Linked DNA regions of Mus musculus: region 2 is linked to region 1. A link is a contact called in public Hi-C data. All regions are on one chromosome and are shown on one strand. Each heading gives the region's core, a stretch centred on a gene start, on an enhancer-like site or on the middle of the called end of the contact. The rest is flanking DNA. Distances are from core to core; before and after follow the strand shown. Region 1 has its middle 55 kb from the start of Gm31816. Region 2 has its middle 20 kb from the start of Gm22286.

The links. A called contact is a pair of places that touch in the nucleus more often than the background predicts.
Region 2: a contact with region 1 is called in a Hi-C map of the N1E-115 cell line, with 2.0 times the contacts expected there. The contact joins two enhancer-like sites. A contact is called at or near these places in 9 of 484 Hi-C or Micro-C datasets (the AML12 cell line, the N1E-115 cell line, cerebellar granule neurons and 2 more) and 1 of 115 datasets of contacts at active chromatin or transcription factors (liver).

Annotation. Positions count from the first base shown.
Region 1 is chr9:47,419,961-47,427,271 of GRCm38.p6, reverse strand. No RefSeq gene overlaps it. Among named protein-coding and RNA genes, the nearest start is that of Gm31816, 55 kb to the right of the region's middle. Within about 2 kb of position 4,346, at least 68 of the 459 cell types and tissues checked have an H3K27ac peak or open chromatin away from gene starts, as enhancers often do. A contact at or near this core is called in the N1E-115 cell line, where this site is marked.
Region 2 is chr9:47,502,220-47,509,530 of GRCm38.p6, reverse strand. No RefSeq gene overlaps it. Among named protein-coding and RNA genes, the nearest start is that of Gm22286, 20 kb to the left of the region's middle. Within about 2 kb of position 2,935, at least 6 of the 459 cell types and tissues checked have an H3K27ac peak or open chromatin away from gene starts, as enhancers often do. A contact at or near this core is called in the N1E-115 cell line, where this site is marked.

The sequences.
Region 1 (7,311 bases), core at 3,097-5,596:
CTCTTCTTCAACATCTCTTGGTTCCAATTCAAATGATTGCTTCTCCATGGAGCCTCTCCTAATACCTAGAAGAGACTTCTGGTTGGGTTTGTTTGGTTTTTTTTTTTTTAATATTTATTTATTTGACATCTGTGAATACACTGTAGCTGTCTTCAGACACAGCAGTAGAGGGCATTGGATCCCATTACAGATGGTTGTGAGCCAATATGTGGTTGCTGGGAATTGAACTCAGAACCTCTGGAAGAGTAGTCAGTGCTCTTAACCACTGAGCCATCTCTCCAGCCCCATGGTTTGGCTTTTATTACATTAGGATTTTCTAATGGAGTTAGTCATGAAGACACTGCAGTGTCGACTGGGAGGATGAGTCACAGGACCGACTCTGTTTTGAGGGGATGGTGTAGGAGAGTAGATGGCTTTCGGTTCTAAATCTGTTGCCAGCTAAAGTTGCAGCCTTTGAGAAATCACAGAGTTTCTCTGAACTCTTTAAGGAGTCTTGTCTCCTAAAAAACATAGGGGCGGGAATAAAAGCACCAAGGGTCAGGGCGCTCTCTTAACATGTATGCAAGCCTGTATAGCGCTCTGCGATTTCTTTCCAAAATATTTATCAGGTAGTTAAAAAGGGCTGTCATCCAGGAACCTTTATAAAGCCTTAAAGAATTTCCAAATTTCCTTTTAGTGTTAACATTGTAAGAATCCATTTTAAAAAAAAGTCACTGGGGTAGTGCAGGAGAGCCGAGCAACTCCACTGACATGATCATTTGATTCTCCACAAGAGCATAAAGTCATCAGCAGGCAGAGAAAAGCCTCCTAACAATTTTCCTTGAAACAACTGGATATTTATACGGGAAAAAATGTACCCTGGCCTCTACCACATACTACATACAAAAAAATTAGTTTTGAGACAGATCATATACCCAAAGCCAGAGGTGAAATGTAGAGTCTTCTAGAGTAAGCATTTAGGAAGTCTTTATGACCAAGATGGGGTAGTGACATGTTAGGAGAGTGAAAACAATAAATACAAGATTAAAAAAAAATACAAACAGGGAGTAGGTTCATCAAAACAGGACACTTCTGCTCACCCAGAGACACAATTAAGAAAACAAATGAACGGGTCACAGTTAAGGAGAAAATATTGTTTGTTTGTTTGTTTTTTTTTAAAGAAAATCTGAAACCCAGTATATACATATAAATGGTGCCACTCAATGATGAAAAGATAGACAACATAATCAAAAAATATGTGGGCAAATGATTTCAATAGATACTTCTCTAGGGAATAGTTTATGAATAGTCAATAAGTACATAAAAAATGTTTCATGGTGTGATACTACTAAATTATCCATAAGAGTGACTCAAATAGTAGAGATGGCACAGGAGGGGACATGGTCATTCCTTGTGTATGTGTGAGTGTGCAGTGTGAGACGTATGCAGAAAGGTGTGCATGTATTTGTGTTCACATACATGTTGAGGCCAGAGGTTGATGTTGAATGTCTTCCTTAATCTCTTTCTACCTTATGTCCTGAGTCATGCTCTCTCACTGAACTTGGAGCTCCCCTGTTCAGCCATACTACCAGGCAGCAAGCATTAGCATGCGCCTGTCTCTGCCTCTCTTACGCAGAGATTACAGGGACATGCTGTGGGTGCTTCGGCACAGTGGAGCTAGACTTTAGCTTTGAGAGATTTGATCTTTTCTATCCCAGAGGTGTTGTTCTTTCTGTAATACTTTGGAAAGGAAGTGGAACAGCCTTCCTCTATCTCCCTTGGTTCAATCCAGATGACTTCACGGAGCCTTTCCTGATGTCTCGGAGAGACTTCCGGTTTGATTTTCATTAAATTAATGTGGCTGGCTGTGATCATGACTGGCCTTGCCACTGCAGTGTAAGCTCCTTACCTCAGGTCCTTATGCTCACACAGTAGGCACTTTACTGACTGAGTCACCTTCCCAGCCACGGCAACTGTAATTCTCATAGATCCCTGGTAACAGGACCCAAGCATATCATATTGCGTCTTTTGAAGAAAGGCCGGGTAGGTTTGTGAAAACTAAACACACACCTCGCCTGTGAACGTTCAATACACCTATTAGTAACATACCCAAAAGAAAGTGTATACTTACAAGGAATTTGTGGACAGTTCTTAGCAGCCTTATGGATTAGAACCCCAACCTGGAAATAGTCCAGGTGTCCCCCACAGGGGATTGGATAGAAACAGAGAAGCTCTACTCAGTATTTAAAAGCAATGAACTAGTGATCCATGCATCAATACAGGTGACTATCTCAAACAAAGATTATCTTCTGTACTATTCCATCTCCAGGAACTCGCATGGCAGGAAAATTTAATATATTCTGACAAAAATTACAACAGCAGTGGTCTGTGTTGACAAGAGTGGGGTTTGAGCAGGTGGTACTATGTTTTCTGGGGTGCTGGCCATCATCCATAGGGTTCACAGTTTACACAAGCGCGTGCATTCATTGAAATTCTTCGAATGATAACATTAAGATTTGTACACTTTGTGGCATATATGTCATACTTAAAAAGCCATGAACAAATATTGAACTCTAATGATATGTGTCTAAGGGTAAAGTGCACAGATGAATGCATTTCATCTTGAAATGAATCGAAAAGTGTGAGTGCCACAGAGTAAAATGAGGAGAAATGGCTCTGGAGGGAGACGTGCTGAAGGAAACACAGCACTGACCATACAGCCTGGGGCGTAGGTCTCTGCATGACCTCTCCACGTTCTCTCAACTTCTCTGCTGTGTTTGATTTTTTTTTTAACAATAAAATATTGGGAAAATAAACCCATTCATTAAATGGCTAATAATTTGCCAACCAACCAGCCAATCAATTACTAAGTGAGCTGATAGAGCATTCCCTAAATTTTACTTACTGGCTACTTCCTCTGTCATTATCGACAGACTTTTATAATAATTTACCTGAACTTAACTTGTATTAAGAACCTTTGGCCTACCCTGGTTTCATCCTGAGAAATGATGCTTATGAAATCATGTATGACATATAAATTATATTTAATGGTACAACAAATATTAATATAAATCAACTGATAATTGCTTGCTTGCATGCCATATGAATTATGTCACTTACCCTCACATATGCCCATATACACTTCAGAAAATCTGATCTCTGCTTTGTGCTGCATGTGTGGGGTGAGAGGTTCTTACAGATTATAGTGTGGCCTCTGGCTTCAAAGAGCATTAGGGACTGTCCCCTAAAGGTCCAACGGACAGAATGCACGCGCTGTGCAAGGGTCAGCAGAAGCTAGAGCAGGACCCAAGTGCCCGGGAAATGTCTGTAACCAGCCTCATTCCATAAAAAACAAAGACAAAAATCACAGGTGATACACGGGTCAACAGGCTCTCTCTATGCTCAGGACAAGCATAGAGAAGAAGAGACTCTTCAAAGCCTCAGGTGCTGGTCCTCCATTGGATAAGCAGCCTTGCTGTGTGTGAGCTTTGCAGAGAGGAAGGTAGACTCAGAAGCCATCCAATCACAGGCCTGTGGCCTCCTTCCCCACCTTCCACTCTACCAATTCTCCTCCTCTTGATTGTCAATTAAAATAAACAGCCTTGCATTCCACAGCCTGGTTTCAATCTATCTTGGCTGGGAGGATGCGGGCAGATTTGTGGCAGTGCCCGAAAGTCCTTGCTCAACCTTTTTAATATCTGAACAAAGCAATCAAACCCGATAAGATCTAGCAAAGGCAAGAACACTCTTCTATCCCCAGAATGGAAGCTGATTAGTCCATGGCCCACATCATCAGAGTTATTGTGCCATGTGAAATTTATTGGTGCTATCTCACCTCATTAAATACTTAAATAGACCTGACAGGACAGAAAAACGGGCTTTTTAGTTCCCCCGCACCCCATCCTCCAGGCAAAGGGGCTGGCATTTCCCATGTTCCAGTTCACCTCTGCTACAGCTGTTGGCAGGGAAATAGGAAAGCAGAGTGCTGCATGAGATGGAAGATTCTGGATGGCTGTGTGGACTCCAGAGATCCTCCAGCTCTGTCTTCAAGATCCCCACCTATGCACATCCCCGTGGGAACAGATAAAGAGCAAGACAGGGGACCATGGTGCTTCGTCTCTTTGCTGAGTTACCCAAGTCCGTCAGCCTAGTCAGAGGCTTGTCAGGCAGTGTGTGCATGTGGGGTGTGTGTGTGTGTGTGTGTGTGTGTGTGTGTGTGTGTGAATGTGTGTGTGTTGAGTGGGGGTAGGGTCAAGGGTGAATGAGCTGCAAAACAAAGAACTCTCAGACCCTCCTCCAGCCCCGGGCTTGTGTTCTTTATTTAGCAAATAGCCCTGGCATTGGCCATAGCTGGACCCAGGCCAAGGCCAGGATTTCCCTAGATTCTGAGCTAGAGAATTTGGCAGTCTGGCAACACTCTACAGAGAGCCACTAGCCTGAAGGTTTCAAACAAATTACAAATGATGAGCAGTGAGTGTCAACAAATGTGGATGTGTGTGTCATGTGGGCCTTGCCTCTCCCCCGCCCGCCCCCATGATGGGAAGTGTGTATGTGTGTGTGTGTGTGTGTGTTGCATTAATCCAGCACAGAAAATCAGGGACTGGAGAAACTTTGCAATCTACAAAATGTTCCAGAGAGGGTCGAGTGAAGAAATGAATGACTCTTCCTCATTTATCAAGCCAATTTTATCCTCAGCCAAGGAGATTTGGGACACAGTCTCTCTACATCCCCTTCCTCTCCTCAGATCTCCACCTGCTGTGAAGGTCTCTTTTCTCCAGCTGTTTCCCTCTTCCAGCCTAGGTCCTCGTTTGCACCTTGTTAATAACATGGGCAAGGGGCCAGGAAGCAGCTCCCGGGCGCCTTCCGTTCCTAATGTCCTAAATGGCCATGACACTGCGCTTAATTTCCGTTTTAGTGCAACTGCTGGCAGGACATCAGTGGGCTGAGACCTGGGTCCTGTGACAGGATCTTCAACAGCGACCATCAGCCTCCCTGTAATTAGATGCTGCTTGGAGTCTGCTGTCCTGTAGTGTGGGGAGCTCTGTGGACTTATGTAACTGTCCCTCTGTTCAGAGCACAAGGCTTTTTACAACCTCGGAGTCTCCCAGCGTTGAAACAGCTCTAATCCCCTGCCCACCCTGGGAGGGAAAGCAGGCCATGGCCAGATGGGTTATCTGTGTTATCGGTTTAGGATAGTGTGGGACATGTAAAACCCTGGGCTACTGCAGAAAACCATGATGGTTGATATTTACCAACTGGGGAGCTTTGCTTTTTATCTTTTCTGGAATGTTCCACGGTGGATTTTAGGAAATGAAATGGTCAGGAGACATTGACAGGGGTTTGGCTGCCTTCAATGCACATAAAAAGTGTTAAACAGGACACATGCTTGCAATCTCATCCACTCAGATAACTGAGTCAGGATGATCCCAAATTCACAGAAGGCATGACTGGGATACTGAGTGAGTTCAAGTCCAGCCTGGGCAATTCAGTAAGACCCAGTCTCAAAATAATGATGGTGGTGATGGTGATAATTATGATGATGATGACGACGACCATGATGACAAAGACGATGATGATGATGAAGACAACACGATGATGACTGGGTATATAGTTCCATGGTAGAACACTGACCTAGAATGTACAAGGTCCTGGGTTCAATCCTGTGCTACTGAATGGATAAATAATAATAATAATAAATAACATACAGTTTAAAAGTCAAGTAAAGAAATAAGGAGATGGCTCAGTGAGTAAAGAGCTCGCCATGCAAGAATGGAAACCTGAGTTTACCCTCAGATCCCACGTAAAGCCAAGCACAGCAGTGCGTGAGCCCAGGACTCATCAGGCATTCGGGAGGTAAAAGCAGGAGAATCCCTGGAAGGCTCAGACCAGCTAGTGTGGCATATGCCCAGTAAACACCAGCTACAGCCTGTCTTAAATAAGGTAGAGGTGAGGGCAGATACATCAGAGGTTGTGCTCTAAACCCACCATGTGCATGCCTGTATGCATACACCCCATCCCCCCAAAGATAAGCAAATGGTTGCCCTATAGTCACAACGAAGGAATGCCAATCATGGCAAGAACTTTCTTGAAACAGGAAGCCTATATGTGCAGTACCAAGAAGGTCCAGTTTGACTTGAACTGGATACGGGTTTGAGTGAGGGCAGGGAGGGTAGAACCGGTGATTTATACCGTCTTGATGATAGTGCATCTTCATCTAGAAGATATATCGTCAATTACTGATAATGGCTTCCTGCATGGCTTTAACTCAAGGGCAGGTTCAGTATGAGGCTGAGCTGTCGAGGGCCGTCAAAAGAGGGACAGTAGGGATGAAAGTTACTTTGGAGAGCATAGGACTGGACACTTCAAACCAGCCTTTCCCCACAGGGTTCAATGAGGGAGCAAATGCTAACTAAAACCCAAATTCATAATACTCTAGGGCAGACTGTATATCTTCAGAGAAGCCCAGTATCTTTCTTAATTCCTAGGTCCTGTTGGCTTTCATTCACAGCATATAGGTCGGAGGATTGAATGGGTATTTTCCTTCCCATCTTTCAGACCAACAAAAGAAATCCACTCCCATATGGACAACTGTGCACTGGCCACACTTCCTTCAGTAGTTCCTAGTTCAGGGATCTCAGCACATGGTTAGGGATCTGGGGATCACTGAAGGAGCTTGATAAACATGATCCCCAAGGGGCTGGAGAGATGGCTCTGCAGTTAAGAACACTGATTGCTCTTCCAGAGGTCCTGAGTTCAATTCCCAGCAACCATATGGTGACTCACAACCATCTATAACAGGGTCCGATGCACTCTTCTGGTGTGTGTCTGAAGACAGCTACGCTGCACTGATATAAATAAATAAATAAATAAATAAATAAATCTTAAAAAAATAGATTTCCACACCAATAGATATGTGGCCCAAAGTTTCAGGGGTGGGTAGGTGTTGTAACGGGCTCCCCTTGTTAAGGGAACAGGTGATTGGGAACCTCTGTCTCTGTTCTATTGTCAATCTTGCCTTCCCAGTTAGAGAAACTAACTCCTCACGGAGTTCTCCTCATCCCAGTGACCTCCCTTCCCATCCTGGAGTCTTCAGTCTTTTCAGGGTTGGAAGTGGTCTTAACAAAATCCAGGCTTTTTTGGTAACGTGATAGAAAGAACAAACTGCCCCCAAGGGTGGCAGTGGGTGGCAGGCTCTTCTTTGTAACTGCCTGCTTCCTTGGTGAGAATAGGTGAGGCAGAGGAATCCAGAACACTGCAGGTAGATTCCAGGACAGCCATCCTCCCAAAACACAGGGCCACTGCGAGAGGGGAACTCCAAGCTCCCTCCCTTTC
Region 2 (7,311 bases), core at 1,686-4,185, 84 kb before region 1:
TGTGTGTGTGTTGCATGTGTGCACGTGGATGCTTAAACATGTGTGCAAGTGCACAGGAGGCCAGAAGCCCACACTGGTATCTTTAATCTCTTATTTTTTGAGATAAGGTCTCTCAAGGAACCTGGAACTCACTGATTACATTGGGTAACTGAACTGACCAGCAAGCCCCACCTTCTGCCTCTGGCTGGCCCCTTCTCCCCACAGTGTTGGAATTGCAGCTGTCCACAGACACACCCATTTCTTTTTCTTAAACTGGAGTGCTAGGAATCTGAATTGAGGTCAAGGCAAACATTTTACCTGCCTGAGCCATCTTCCTAGATCCTCTAAGGTATTTTTGATGGTGTGAGTGTGTGTGTTGGGGGGGGTGGAAGGTTGGGGGAGTTGTTTTCTTTTTGTTCTTGTTGGTTTGGTTTGGTTTGGTTTGGTTTGGTTTGGTTTGGTTTGGTTGAGAAGATTTTGGCTTCATCAATTGCTCAAGCTAATAGTATTCAATACTTGAGCAAGACCAGTAAGTTAGCCTTATATGTTATCCAACTTTTGCCTTACAGTTTTAGACCTTGTCACACATTGCATTCACCCTTGTCTTCAAAATCACCTGCCACCAACATTGCTCTTTCCTGGAATATTGACTATCGCTAAGCTGAACTCAGAATCAGACTTCTTCCTCATATTAAACTTCCAAGGGTATAAGTGAGCTGATATCTACAGCTAATGTGAGCTGATATCTACAGCTAATATGTTCATTGAACATACATTGTGCTATAAATCTGCTCTTCCAAATAGGAGTTGATATTCCACCCCTCCTTCGGCCACAAGCCTAGCTCTGCATCTCTGCTGCCCAGCGTTGTCCACAGCCCTAGGCTCCTTGGAGGTACCTATCTGCTTCTTTTGTACTGTCCATTTCTGATGTCTCAAGAAATTTGGCAAATAATAAGAAAAAAAAGACTCTGGTTCTAAAGCAGCTGTGGATTAAGACTGGTTAGAAGCTAAAATAAGGAATTTGGATGCAGCCATGACTATGAAATGACTAGGATTGGAAGTTCAAAGATTAAATAAATAGATAGCCTTTCCATTCTTCTGCAGCCTGAGTGTTAGAACAATGGGTGGCTAGAACTTCAAAGCTCCCTCTGTTACCCCTGTCAAGTCTGTGAACATAAACACCATTTGCCTTCCATCCAGTGGTCTCTGCATATCTTGTTAACACATCACAATAATTACTCACATTGCAGAGGCAGAAAATAGAGTTAGCATTAGGAACTGGGCCAGGTTATTCTCGGCAGTGGTGGCCAGGATCACAGTCAAGGCTGTCTACCCCAACCGAGCTGTTTACTTTCAGCCACTTTGTCCCAGAGGGACCTTCCCTGCCCCTTTCACCAGCATCTCCCTTGAAACACAAATGGGCGATGAAGACCTGGAATAGCAATTTCTCTGCTCCCAGGAAAGGTCTCTCAGGAGATCCTCTGTGCCAAGTGGAGGTTTAGATGATCCAAATATTTAAGTGCATATTGATTGCAGTCAGACACTGTACCATGGCCTGCATCACAAGCTCTGGACTGTATTTCTCTGGAATACTAGCTTTTTATGCATTAACCTCCCACCATTTCCCCATGGAGCAGAGCATAGGCCAAAATCAAAGGCCTGGATGGGGGTCAAAGTTGTACCTATTAAACTGTGCCAAAGCTTGACCTACGGAGCCGAGTGTCGCGTTCAGTTAATATTGCTACAGATTATTTAAAGAATCTAAGTAATTGGGCAACCATACGCATGATTCTTTTTTTTTTAAAATAAAGACTAAGATTTCAAAAAATTAAAAAGGCATCAAAGTGCAAATCTGTCTCTTCACTGAAGCTGTGAGGTTATGCTCTTGTGGGAAGGGGAGGATTTTTAAGGAATGCCAACTCTACAGTCACTAGGAATAAAAGAGCTTTCAGGCAGACAGTAGTGAAAAGGGGTGTGGGGGGGGGGGTGTTCAGTTACCACGGTCATAATCATTTGAGTTGTAGGGGACATTATTATTATTTTTTAAATCATCTGAAAGTGTTTGTCATGCAAAAATGGGGACCTGAATTCCACCTAAAGAATTCAGTTCTGGGGAGAGAGGCAGGTGGATCCCTAGGGCCTCTCAGAGTCACTAAATTCCAGGGAAAAGTGAGAGACCCCTGTGTCAACAAACAAGCTAGAGTGACTGAGGAAGATAGCTTGAGATTGTCCACTGGCCTCCACACACCCATGCACACACGTGCACATGCACGTGCATTTGCGCGCGCGCGCGCACACACACACACACACACACACACACACACACACACACACGAAATAAATTAACACACTCGCTTAAAAGAACCGTCTGACTCAGCGGCCTGCATTCAGACAAAGCAAAACGGCAGAGTTTTCGATCAGCTGGAGAAACATATCCGGGTGAGGGCCCTGATTAAGTGATCTACCCAAGGTCACGCAGCTGATGTCAGAGCGTCCTGCTTCTGAGCCGAGAGCTGGCCAAGTGGAGCTCAACTCAGCCACAGACAGGCAATGTCTGTTCCTTCATCAGAAACAAACTACCTTCGGGCCAGATGGCTAGAGTTATAAAATTAATATTAATTTTTTTCCTCCAAAAAAGCTCTTTCAGAATGGAAAACTGAGTGGTGCAGTGGAAAGCTCTGTCCAAGAGACAGGAAGTACGCATAGGATGGGATGCTGTCAAGGACAACCTGGCAAGGGGCCCTCAGGAAGGTTCATGGACTTCAAACCAAATTATTACTGTGATTTCAATCAGCAGATGGGAGTCTGCAAACGATAACATTTACAAGGTAATCTCTATTCTAAGTAATTGCTATTTCCCAGGAGCCAGTTGATGGGAGAAGGCACAGCCACTGCTCAGAGGAGGCTCCTGCCTCTGAGCATCTTTCCTGCCTTCAATTAGCTTTTGGCTTAATGAATGCATATGTACTTGAGTTTACTCCATTCTTCAACGTGTTTGTGCTCATGAAAACACACAGGGCTCCTCCAAAGGTCCCAGCACAGGTCATCTGTAGGATTCTAATTATCATAGGTATAAATTTCACACTGGCTCTACCAATAGTACAGAACAAAACAGTGCCAGCCAGTGGTGTCCCTGTATCAAAGAACAAAGTTGAAACTCCCATACAATTATGTTTGATCACAGTAGAAGGTGAAATCATTAGATATTAGCGAGGTGCAGTGGAATAAAAATGATGTGTTAGCGGGGGTTCATTACACTGTATTTTCAGAGCCAAGAAGATCAATGCGTTCATGCATCATGAATTAGGCTCCGGCTTTAGCCTTCCCTGCTCTCCGGAAACCCAACATGATCTATCACCGGCCATACATCACCGTTTCAGGATTGCACATTAACAAGAAAGCTGCAGTTTCCGCCTGTCAAGCTGACCAGCTGCCTCGTTCTCTGCAGAAGGGGAGAGGGGGGCACGATTCTAAGCCAGAATTTTACTTTTAAAACAAAAAGGGGCATAAGAGGTCAGCAGCAGCTGGACAGCCTGATCCCTGTCGTCTCCACGTTCTGATGGATGGCCCTAGTTTTCTCGACCTCTGGCCATCCTGGCTCTGGGCCTGTAGGAACTGGCTGTGATGGCTTTAGATGTTACCTAAGGACATAGCTTACATGACACACCTAGGGTCTCCTAGGGCACACCTCTTACCTTCTCACAGGGCTGTGAGGCACATCTCCCAACATCACTGTATATTCAAAGTCTCAAGAAGAGCCCCCTGGAAACAAACCCCCCTTCTGTGCCCTGTATCCTCAACTTCCCTCCTACATGCCCTACCTCTTCTGCTAATAGAGGATTCTTTACCACCCAGCAGTTTGCCACTAACATTTCCCCTTCACTTACTCACAGCCCATTTCCCTCCTCCCTGCCTGACCCCACACCTGCCAGTGCGGCCTCTCTTGCCTGCTGGTGCACAGATACAGTAGACAGTTCTGATCACTGCTTCTAATCGGCATTTAGCAAGTCTGTCCATATTTAGTTCTTTTAATCTTTCCTCATCATTCAATCCCTCCAGCCTCTTCATCATTTTTTTTTTTTTTTAGTGTGTTTCTCTTTCCTGAGTTTTATCCAATTTGTCTCTATCATCTTTCTGGCAGTGATGCGCCTACCAGCCCTGGACTCACACACTGCAGGAAGAGGCAGCAGGATGACCTGGAACACCCTTCTCTTCTCTTACAACACTCAAGGCTGTTCTTCGCTAATGGAAGAAGCAGAAGTTTGGGGATGAATGTTGTCTGGGAAAGTCCTCTCCCTTTGCCTGTCTGGTTCACTGCTGAACCCCAAGCAAAGATAATAGGATCCGTGATATCAGAAGAAAGGGCTTATAGCAAGCCCAGAGAAGAACTTCCCATCAATCCACACAGGGAACAGAAGGGACCTTAATTTCATCTACCTGGTCTGATGGCTGTCTCAAGAGGTCTCGCTGCCATCCTCCCACCCCATTTATATCCATCAAGGCTTGTAGAAGAACCTAAAGATTGATGACTTGGCTGCAATCACTGCTAAGAAGATAGCCTGCCCTAGTTACATGGAACATGAGATGAAACCGAGCACTTTCAAAAGAGTTTCTAGTTGCTTCTATACATTCCAGTAAAAGTTGGCCTGAGGCCTTGGATGGCTTCAGGTTGGAACATTGCAACTTTATATGGAAGCTCGAACCAGCAGCAGGAATTGTAAATTTTAGACATTGCTTTACTAAAGCAGGGAGGAATGGACCAGTAACAAGATCCCAGATTCCGGTGGTTTATCACCAGAGACATTGGAAGGTGATGTCATGGGAAAAGGGTTGGGTCAGAGCTAGTTAGAGAATTAGTTTTGTTTTATTTTTGCTTATTATTATGTGTAGTAGTAGTAGTAGTAGTAATAGTAGTAGTAGTAGTAGTAGTAGTAGTAGTAGTAGTAGTAGTAGAGTACATGATGAGGTCACATGCTACAGAGACTCTGAAGGTCAGTGGTCAACTTTGCTGTGTTCTCTACTTGCACCTATACGTGGGTTCTTGGAGCTGAACCCAGGTTGCCAGCCTTGTACCTATTCTAGCCTTTCTACGTATTAGGAGTTAGGAATCCATTCTTCTATTTCACTCCGGTCTCTTCCCAAATGTCACTCCTTTAGAATAAGCTTCTTTGAAAATATCATCTAAAATAGTGAGCTTCTTGGCTCTCTGTTCACTCCTTTGCAAATACACTAGGCTCTGTTGAACACTCCAAGGGCCAATTCCCACCAGCATGCCCCCTGCCCTAGAGCAGTGACTTCCTCAAAGCGGCCACAGCAGACCTGGATACTGGTTCCATGTTTCATTGCAGACCTGCTGCCTACAGCTTTGTGAAGCACCAGACTACCATATTTCATCCTGGGCTTAAGGCAAACAGGTTTGAATCAGCCTAGTTCTCCTGGAATCACTATCCAAAACCCTACTAGTTCAGGGAAGAAATAATAAGGTGAGAAAGCCTGCTCCCTCCATATCTGTTCTCCTCTTCACCTGCTCAAAGTGAGAGAAAAGAACATGTGGTGTGGACTGTGGAAAGATGGAAGTGGAGGGCTCAATCCTCTCTGCCTTCCATAACTGCTGTTGAACCTGTTTATCCTGTTTCCATTTTAAAAGCCCTGTTCCCAAGAGATCCCTGTTCCCCACAGAAGCAAGAGTACTTGGCCTTGCAACTACTACTTTGGTTTTATGAATGGTTTCAAGCTCATTAAGGCATAGAGAAAGAAACTCTGTAAAGGGTCTCTTCTGCTCTCAGACTCTGAACACCGGGATCCAGCTGATCCCAACTGCACTCAGCAGCTATGGATTCACAAGCTCTGAAAACTTCTACCAGGGTTTCTGACATGATGTCTGCCCTCAGAAAAGTGAACTTTACTGCTGCTCTGACCTTAGCTGTTGTTCTCCTCTACTTTCTTTTTCATTACTCAACATCTACTGGATAGTTCTGCAGGCAGCCTTAGTTCAGCCCCGTTCTCCCCTTTTCTTGCTTGTAGCTCTTTTAGTTTCTAAGAGTAATTATAGAAGATGCTGGGAACATAGCATTCTGATCTACCCAAGGACCAACTAGAAGAGCCTGGACTCTGTTTCAGCTTCCTGTAGCCTCCCAGAAGCAAATGACCCCGAGTGCTCTTAGCTCAACATGTCTTATAGTCCCTAGGGCTATAAAACCCAGGGTGGGTATTTCCCATGGGACCCCAGCTGTGGTGTCATTGGGGTGTCTGCAGATGAGTTCCCATCTCAAGCCTTGGAGGACTGACTACTACTACTACTACTACTACTAGAAACCCTGGGTTTCTAGTGTTCCTCACTACCAATATTGTAGCAACTTCATACAACTTGTTATATACGGGGGTGTTCTGACTCATTGGACAAGGTGATAGATAACCCGGTGAACCAGCATCACCCTGAATGATCAAAACTCCATGAGGTTCACAAGTTGGGCTTGTTACTGATTTGTTTAGTGCACAATAGATGCCAGGTTCCTGTTGGAATAGATGTCTGTTGAGTAGATTCTTTTATATTTGCAATTCATATACCATGGACTTTACAAATTTAAAGTATGCAATTCAGTGGTTTGGGGTGTAATATATAGATACTAATTTTTTAAAAGTTCTGTTAACATGTATATAACAAAACCTTGTCATTTTAACCATATATACGATATATATTATATACATACATATACATGTATACATAACTGTATATTTATACACACACACACATATGGTATTATTTATATTTGCAATGTTGGACAACCAGCACCACTATCCATTTTCAAAGCATTTCATCCCCATCTAAAGCTTTGCCATTGGCTATTGTGCTGGTTCATTTTTATTGTCAGCTTCACACACAACAGAATCATCTGGCAAGGGAGCACCTCAGTAGGAGAACTGTCTCAATCATGGTCATACTGTGGCCAAAATTGCTCAAGACTGTCTTGATTGATGCTTGATGTGGGAGGGCCCAGCTCACTGTGGACCATACCATTCCTAGGCAGGTGGGCCTGAGCTATGTATGAAAGCTAGATGAACATGAGCCGGTGAACACAGCAGTAAGCAGCTTTCTCCCTTGATTCCTGCCTCCACTCCTGCTTGAGTCCCTGCCCTGACTCCCCTCAAGGATAGACTATAATATCATTCATGATCCATGTCTTAGTCAGGGTTTCTATTCCTGCACAAACATCATGACCAAGAAGCAAGTTGGGGAGGAAAGGGTTTATTCAGCTTACATTTCCATACTGCTGTTTATCACCAAGGAAGTCAGGACTGGCACTCAAACAGGTCAGGAAGCAGGAGCTGATT